Linked DNA regions of Mus musculus: region 2 is linked to region 1. The links are chromatin contacts, called in public promoter capture Hi-C maps. All regions are on one chromosome and are shown on one strand. The core of a region is the stretch at or near the end of the contact, and the rest is flanking DNA. Distances in the headings are between cores, read along the strand shown. Region 1 holds the start of Tex11 (testis expressed gene 11). Region 2 holds the start of Nono (non-POU-domain-containing, octamer binding protein).

Region 1 (4,358 bases), core at 1,134-3,633:
AGTTAGAACCAGCTGGGGGTGAAGGGGAGCAGTTTCCCAGAAGCTATGTGCAGACCCTTTTGTGCAAACAGTTTTTTGGGGAACATAATTAGTATTCGTAATGTAAGGATCCACAATTCACTGAAGAATGATACCCCAGACTCAAATAGTATGTAAACACAAAGAATGTTTACTCCAGCATGCTGGAGTCTCCCATTACCAACATAGAGAGACCTTGAAGTAAGCATGCAAGCCTGATTAAAGCACATTAGGAGAATTCCAGGGTAAGAGCCTGTCGTGGAAGCATCCTAGCCTTCTCAGAAATACAAGCAGCTACATATGTGCTGATCTCTGCTCTTGTCTTGGTTGGTTGGGTGTTTTGTTTTTTGGTTTCTGTTGCCCTCTCTGGTTCTTAGGAGAGTGTGATTGTTGTGTGCTGCCTCATAGGAAATTCTGGGATTCCGATAGGTATGTCCACTGGGGATTCTGGGCAAAACGTTTTTCTAGGTATTAGGAGCTGACATTTAGGAATGGGGATGGGCTAGGAGGGCGGGGTGAAGCTGTCCACAGGAGGAAGGAAGGTACGGTTTTCCACTGGGTTTTTGCTTTAATCCCTTTGGAAATGGGAGAGGGCAGCAAGTGGTCTGCTACGGAACTGGGCATGGGACTGGGGGATTGGGACTCAGAGGAATGGAGGGAGATGTGAAGGTCTGCAGTTATCCTCCATGCCTCCGTGACTGGAGTGCACAATTTCTTTTTTCTTCCTTTTTCTTTCCCTTTCTTTCTTTCTTTCTTTCTTTCTTTCTTTTCTTCTTCTTTTTTTTTTTTTTTTCGAGACAGGGTTTCTCTGTGTAGCCCTGGCTGTCCTGGAACTCACTCTGTAGACCAGGCTGGCCTCGAACTCAGAAATCCACCTGCCTCTGCCTCCCAAGTGCTGGGATCAAAGGCGTGCGCCACCACTGCCTGGCGAGTGCACAATTAATTTCTTTCTTTCTTTCTTTCTTTCTTTCTTTCTTTCTTTCTTTCTTTCTTTCTTTCCTTCCTTCCTTCCTTCCTTCCTTCCTTCTTTCTTTCTTTCTTTCTTTCTTTCTTTCTTTCTTTCTTTTTTTGGTTTTGGTTTTTTCGAGATAGGGTTTCTCTGTGTAGCCCCGACTGTCCTGGAACTCACTCTGTAGACCAGGCTGGCCTCGGACTCAGAAATCTGCCTGCCTCTGCCTCCCAAGTGCTGGAATTAAAGGTGTGCGGCGTGCGCCACCACGCCTGGCTCAGAGTGCACAATTTCTTATTTTTCTGAATTTTGACACGACTTACTTATTTCTTTGCTGGGGTTTTGCTACGCTTCTGAGCTGATCCAGAATGCCCGGGCTCAAGGGATTCTCTTGCTTTAGCCTCTGACTGCTGAGACTTTACAAGCCTGTGCTACTGTGTTGGGATACCTTGCCAGTTTGAAACACTGAGCAGCGCTGTCTACTATTCCTCCGCCATCTTTGTAGTGTGCATGTGTGTGAATTCTTATTCTTTTCTTTCTGTAATCCTGGCCATCTGTCCTTTCCTTTAAGGGCAGTGCACTTTTGGTCTTACATCATAGACCTTGTCCTGATAGTCTTGTTCTGGTTTTATCCAATATAGAGAATCTAGACAGGATTCCAAGGCGGAGGATCAATATACCGTAAAGGCCAAACGGGAGTGGCTTTTGACGAGAAGCAGAGACGGGGAGCTTTTTAATGGATAGCAAGTGCTCCGGTCTTGTCAGGTGGTTTCGTTCATCTTGTATATGTATGAGTGTGTATGTGTGTGTGTTATGACATCAGAGCTTCAAGTGTGTGTGTTATCGAACTCGGGACCCCACATCTGCAGCCCAGGTTTTAGAACTAGCAAGAAGAAACAGACATTTGAACATACTTTTTTTTTTCTTTCTGGTTTTTCGAGACAGGGTTTCTCTGTATAGCCCTGGCTGTCCTGGAACTCACACCAGGCTGGCCTCGAACTCAGAAATCCACCTGCCTCTGCCTCCCAAGTGCTGCGCCACTTCTTAGAGATGCTTTGAGGCAATATCTTTGGAACGAGAAGTTTGTGGGCAGCGGAAGTTGGTCATTTAAATGATGGGGGGTGGTGGTGGGTTATGGACGGCGGGAAGCTCAGCGCCAATTCAGTGACTGTTAGCGGAAAGGCGTGCAAGAGCGGGAAAGAAGGCGCCAAAAAAACCGCATCCAAGAACGAGGGGCCGATGGGATGCGCACGAGAGTTTTTGAACATTGAATCAGACCAATCACAGAGCGTGACTCATTCTGTCTGCACGACGAGGGCGGGGCACTGAGTGACAGACAGACCAATCACAGAGCGTGACTCTCTGGTAAAGCGTGAATCTCTCCTTCCGGCCTCGGCTTCGGGCCACCAGAGACGGAGAGACGGAGACGGAGTCGGAGACGCGAGACGCCAGCAAGCGTTTCGGGTGTGGGAGAGCAGACGCCTCCCTGTTTAACAACTTTCTCCTGGATTTGCAGCTTCCTCAACGTCCCTGCACCTTCAGGTAATAAGTAATGGGTATAGTTTTCTGGCAGAAGTGTCTTTTTGAGAAATTAGAGACTTGAGGACAGAATATTAAAATATATTCGTGTTCCATAGGCTGGAGCCAGACATTTAAAAAATGGACCGCATTACTGACTTTTACTTCTTGGACTTCAGAGGTAAGCAAGCTTTGTATGATAACATTTATTTTATGACTGATTGAAATCCTCGAGATGAACTGGTTGCTGCAACGGCTGCCCTTTTGGGTTTCGGTGTTGTTCCTTTATGAAATCCATGTCTGAATCTCCCATAGACAATTTTAAGGTGTCTCATCCGCCCAGTCTCTGCAGTACTTCGTCTCTTAGCCTTGGCACTGCAGTTAGACTTTTGCTTGCGCTTGGCAGGGTAGCCACGTTTGCCACAGATAGATTTCTGATAGTGGTCGTCCTTAGAGCCACGGAGACCGGCGGTACAATGTGTGCCTGTTTTTGGGATGCTTTCCAAAGGATGCCGTTCCTTTTGTCATGTTGCTTCTACCTCCGAGGCCAAAGAGACTGGAAGAGCCCCTTTTTGGCTTTTTTTTTTTTTTCAAGACAGGGTTTCTCTGTGTAGCCCTGGCTGTCCTGGAACTCACTCTGTAGACCAGGCTGGCCTCGAACTCAGAAATCCGCCTGCCTCTGCCACCACCGCCTGGCTTCCTCTTTGGCTTCTTGAGACAGAGTTTTTACTCTGTGTCTCAGGCTGACCTAGAACTTTATGTAGCCCAGGCTATCCTCAAACTTGCAATCTTCCTACCTAAGCTTCCAGAGTGCAGGTGTCAAACACCACACCTGGCCTATAATCCCAGCATTTGTAAGACTAAGGCTGGAGCAACACCTCAAATATTGTTTCCCAAAACAAAACCAAACAAAATGAAAACAAGCTCGGAGAGAGCTCTGTGGCAGTGTTTGCCTTCCACATGTAAATCCCTGGAGTGGAGGCCCAGCAGTGCAGTTTGTCTCATAAGTTTGTCTTTTCACAGTACTCAGTGCACCAGTTTTCCTCATGTATGTACCAGAAATAATATTTGGAACCTTTTATGAACTAGTGTAAGGAAACAAAATTGACAATCCATAGCTTATTTTCTGGTCATAATCTATAGCTTTTCCCCAGGAATTTTAGGAGATGCGGAATCATACTGTTTAACCTGAAAAAATACTGTGTAAAAAGTATATTTAAGCTGGGCAGTGGTGGCGCATCCCTGTAATCCCAGCACTTGGGAGGCAGAGGCAGGTGGATTTCTGAGTTCGAGGCCAGCCTGATCTACAGAGTGAGTTCCAGTACAGCCAGGGCTACACAGAGAAACCCTGTCTCGAAAAACCAAAAAAAAAAAAAAAAAAAAAAAAGGACATTCAGGAAGTTGTTGCAAGCAGATGGGCAGCTAACAATATAAACTTATTCTTGGAGATGATGCGGCTGTTAAGATCTTATCTTGTCCTAATTGTAAGGCCTGAATAAGGGCAGTTAGCTTGCCTCTAAGGCAGGGGTTTGAGGAACGAGCATATTTGCTTCTATAGTATCAAGGCAACGAAGTATTGTATGTTCTGCTTGTAAAATGATTTTTTTCAGAAAAAAAAATGCTGCCATCCACAAGCCATTCAACCTCAGGGCTATAAAGAAGTTTATCTTTAAGAAATTTAAAATTTATTTACTGTTAGAAAAACTAACTGTAAGGGCAGGTGAGATGGCTTAGCCAGTAAAGATGCTGGCCACCAAGCCTGGTGTCCCGAGTTGATCCCTGGGATCCACATGGTGCAAGGAGAGAAGAAATTCTGGAAGATTGTCTTCTGACCTCTATACTGGTGACATGTTACACATATGCACTTATAAGT
Region 2 (4,358 bases), core at 606-3,105, 370 kb before region 1:
ATCTGCCTCTGCCACCATGTCTGACCATGGAGAACTTGTTTTCTTTCTTTCTTCCCCCCCCCCCCCACACACAGGGTTTCTCTCTTTCTCTGTGTAGCCTTGGTTGTCCTGGAACTCAGAAATCCACCTGCCTCTGCCTCCTGAGTGCATGGATAACGTGTAACAACCAAATTTATTTTATTTGTTTTTGAATAAAAATCCCCATGGTGACAGATTTCAAAATCTTTCCCTTCCATGTAGTCTTCTCCATAAGTTTCCATTTACCAAGGAAGGTTAGCACTGCCCAAAGAATCTAAATTACCACTGTATACACAGCAAGTACCAAGCATGAAAGAAATGTTCCTATGTTAAATGCAATAATATAATTTTGCAGAAATAAACTTACCAAACCCTAACTACAGAGATCAGCAGTTAGGATTTCTGTCTCCTATCACGTCCTAAGATTAACCACAATGAAAGAGACTATAGCTACTGTGTGTGATATACCTGCAGACATGTTCAGGACCATATTAATCACAGGTATCTGAAATCTAAATCAAGGTCCTCTCAATTTTAGAAGAGTCAAATTACTAAATGAAAAACTGCTAGAGAAATCCAGTGTGAACTTGCTAGGCTGATATGGTTGCCTGGTGGGCGACTGTTAAAGCTGTAGAATACAATCACGGTAAAGGCGGCTGAGTTTCTTAGGACTTTTTATTTAAAAAACAATGAAGTGGACAAACATAAATTTAAGCACTAACCCCTATTAGAACAGCCATAATTAGGGGTTATAAAAACAAAACAACAACAAAAAAAAAAACCCACACCACTCAGTCACATTTTAGTTTCAGATTCTAAAAACGGTTTAGCTTAAATAACATGAAAAGTGCCCCCCAAATTAATTTCTCATCTGTAAAATCTGTATTAGTTAAGCATCCTGCACTTTACCTGATGACCCTACCTCCTGCACCTACCTTGACTTGGATTTGAACACAGCAAAGTGTCTGCCTCGCAGTCCTCACTAACCTCGACTGCTGTTAAAAACACAAAGAAAGGTGTCAGCTTACAGTAAGACGTCCGCAAAGTGAAAAATACTCGAAAGTAATGCCACAGAAAGCAACATTTTTTTTTAATTTAGAAAAGCGATGCCTACAAATGCCTAGGAAAAGCTTAAGGAGCAAGGGGTTCGGAAAAAAGGCGCGCGCGCGCGCGCGTGCAAGGGTGGGGTGGAGGGTGTTTCATGAACTTAGCACCAAAAGCCAAGGGGTCTGAACTAGCAAACTTCCCACTTTCGTTTCAAATAACAAAACAACAACAACAAAAAATCCATAGCTCCAGGGGCCCCACAGGCCCTCTAGGAATTAATGGCCTTGAAAGGCTAGGGAGGAGCATCCGACAAAGCAAAGCGCCTCCTCCTCTAACCTCGACTTCAGGGCCTTAGTATAATAGACCCCACACCCTGTGGCCCAGGGCGTTCAAGAAGCCAACAACTTAGGGCCACTAAAATTGGGGGTGAGCAGCACAAAGAGTCTGGGCAAGGAAGCAAGAAAAGCATTGGCTAATGCCCGCGGCGGGGAGCAGGGAGCGCTCTGGCCCCCATGGGTGGGCTGCGAAGGCCTTGTGCGGAGGGGGAAAGGCCTCCCGGGCCTTCGGAACCCATAGCCCGTGTGCAAACTCGGCCTCGCCCCAACCCCTCCCTTTCCAGAGTGTCGCAGGAAGCCCCACCGCATCCCTAAGCAACCAAAGAGCCATCCCCAAACTCACCCTCTGGCCACAGTTCTTTGCTCGGAGTATGGGCGACGCTGCACGGCCTCCACCGTCCCGAGAAAAGAGCGCGCGACCGCCGGAAACGAGCCGACGGAGCTCGGTACCTCCCGAGGGGGGGGGGGGTCAATTTTGGATTCCCGATTGGCTATGTGAACTGCCAGTCAAAGTTTATCTCCCGAGAAAGTCTCATTAGTCCGCCATTTCTTAACGTTTATTGGCTACCGACTGTCAAAGCCTTGGGTTCGTGTGAACGACAGATGGGGACAAAGAGCGAGGCTTCGTAGCTTATGCGCATGCACTAGAGGCGCCGAGCACAAGACGGAAAAGGAAGGGGGAGGGGGAGCCAGCAGTGGAAGGTAGGGGGTCGGAAGGAGAGGCTCACCCGGCCCTACGGAAGGACTGAAAACCTAGCGGTGGGAGGAGGAGAGAAGAGAACTTGTGCGAGAGGAAGATCGGAGCGAAAAGGGGGGAAAATGTGCACGTAGGCGTGTGCTGAGAATTTATGCACTGCGCCTGTGCAAAATTAAGACTAACAATGTCATTGTATTCTATGTGGTAGAGCTAGCCGTTTGCTACTGAAAAAAAAAAATGTGCCCCGCCATGTTTCTTTTTTTCCACACTTCCTCAAAGCGTCTACCCTGACACCCTATACAGTTTTAGTTTCCTTTCTCAGTGCTGGGTATGTTTGGGAAGTGTAACTGAAATGGACATGATTGTAGAAACAGGCAGGAGGGCAAACGATTTTGACACTTTAAGCTCAGTGATTACCCAGAACTGTGACTAGCACCATTTCCATAGTAACCAGAGAACCCGATAGGCCAAACAGACTAAGGTTCCCATCGCAGAGAGACTCAACAGGTTGGTCGGCGGTGCCTGAACCAGTATGTTGGAGGTCTTCACATCAGACCTACTCTTTATCCCATAGGAGGCCTATCAGGTAATAATAACCTTCGTTATTCCATAATGCCTAGCTCTCCCAGGCGGTTAACCAAGGATTACAAGGTTCAATAGATAGGCACCAGTAGTTAATCCTCAGTAATTAATTCATACTCCTGATGGCAGATTATCTCAATAGGCATTACCTATACCTTGTATGGGGATACAATGATATGGAACTGTGCTGTCTAATAAGCCTCTTACAATGTTGGGAAGGTTCTGTGGCACCATTCAATACAGTAGTAGAGACTAGCTATATTCTACCCAATCCACCCCGTTTGCGTGTGCGTGTGCATCAACATATGGCTACAACTTACTATAGTGGGTATATTTATCCCAATGGTTCCCAAATTCTTTGAGATAAGATAGCACATTATTATGAAAAAAGAAAATGGGGGGGATCAAGATCAGATAATGCCCTTCAGTATGAAGTTTCAGCCCTACTACTGATCTCCTATATCCACTATCCAATTATGACAGCTGTTTACTACGTATGACTGTCACAATCAAACAGAAATGATTAAGCCTTTAACTTCTGTACTCAGGAGGCTGAAAAAGGAGCCTCCTTGCCCAGAAGGCCACCCTGGACTACACAGTGAGTAGCAAGGTATCCAGTACCTAAGACTCTGTCTCAACACAAAACAATAACAACAAAATTACACATACATGTATATGTATACATGATTTAAAAGGTGAATACTTTCTAAACCATGACCCTTTCTGTTTTCAAAAAAGATTTAATGGGGACTGGAGAGATGGCTCAGCAGTAAAGAGTGCTGACTGTTCTTCCAGAGGACTAGGGTACCTACCCCAGCTCCCATTGGTGGCTGGCTGGGACTCCAGTTTCCAGGAGATCTGACGCCCTCTTCTGGCTTCTGATGGTAATACATGCATGTAGTCCACAGACACATGGACTGTTTTAATTATTTTATGTGTGTATTTTGTCTGCATGTATGTAAGTGCATGTAGTGCCTAAGGAGGACAGAAGACAATGGTGGATCCCTAGAACTGGAGTTACAGATAGCCACCATGCAAGTTTGGGAATCCAACCTAGGTCCAGTGCTCTTAACCTCTGAGCTATCCCTGAAGCCCCAGCTGTGACTTTTTGTATGCAATGATTTTCTTGGAAAAAATAGTAACACGGGGCCTGGAAAGATGGCTTAGGAGTTAAGAGCACGTACTGCTTTTGCAGAGGAGCTGCTTACATTCCTAGCAGACACATGGCAGTTCACAACTATTTGTAACTAGTTTCAGGGCATCTAACACCTCTTCTGACCTCTTCAGGCTCCTGCAGGCTTGCGATCCACAACATACATATATTCAGGCATAACCCAGTTGTGGTGTATGTCTTTAATCCCAACACTTGGGAGGCAGAGGTAGACAGTCTCTCAGTTTGAGGCCAGCCTAGTCTCAGAGTGAGTTCCAGAACAGTCAGGACCTACAGAGAAACTCTGCCTTAAAAAACAAACCAACCAGACTAGACCACCAACCAAGGAGTATACCTAAAGGGATCTTTGGCTCCAGATACATATGTAGCAGAGGATGGGAGGCCCTTGATCCCAGGGAGATTTGATATCCCAGAGTATGGGGATGCTGGAGTGGTGTGGCAGGGAGAGTGTGGGTGGGTAGGGGAGGACCCTCATAAAAGGGAGGGGGAAGGCAGATGTGGGATGGTG

What was found. Promoter capture Hi-C pulls out the DNA fragments that hold promoters and counts their contacts.
Region 2: a promoter capture Hi-C map of hippocampal neurons shows a contact between it and region 1, with 2.6 times the contacts expected there. The contact joins the promoter of Nono here to the promoter of Tex11 in region 1. A contact is called at or near these places in 3 of 39 promoter capture datasets (embryonic stem cells, hippocampal neurons and stem cell-derived epiblast-like cells).

Annotation. Positions count from the first base shown.
Region 1 is chrX:101,057,664-101,062,021 of GRCm38.p6, reverse strand. It overlaps Tex11 (testis expressed gene 11), which reads left to right and starts at 2,383. Exons shown (of 30, transcript NM_031384.2): 1 at 2,383-2,509; 2 at 2,605-2,666. The coding sequence starts at 2,627. It also overlaps the pseudogene Gm9078.
Region 2 is chrX:101,427,148-101,431,505 of GRCm38.p6, reverse strand. It overlaps Nono (non-POU-domain-containing, octamer binding protein), which reads right to left and starts at 1,855. Exons shown (of 12, transcript NM_023144.2): 1 at 1,744-1,855; 2 at 954-1,013.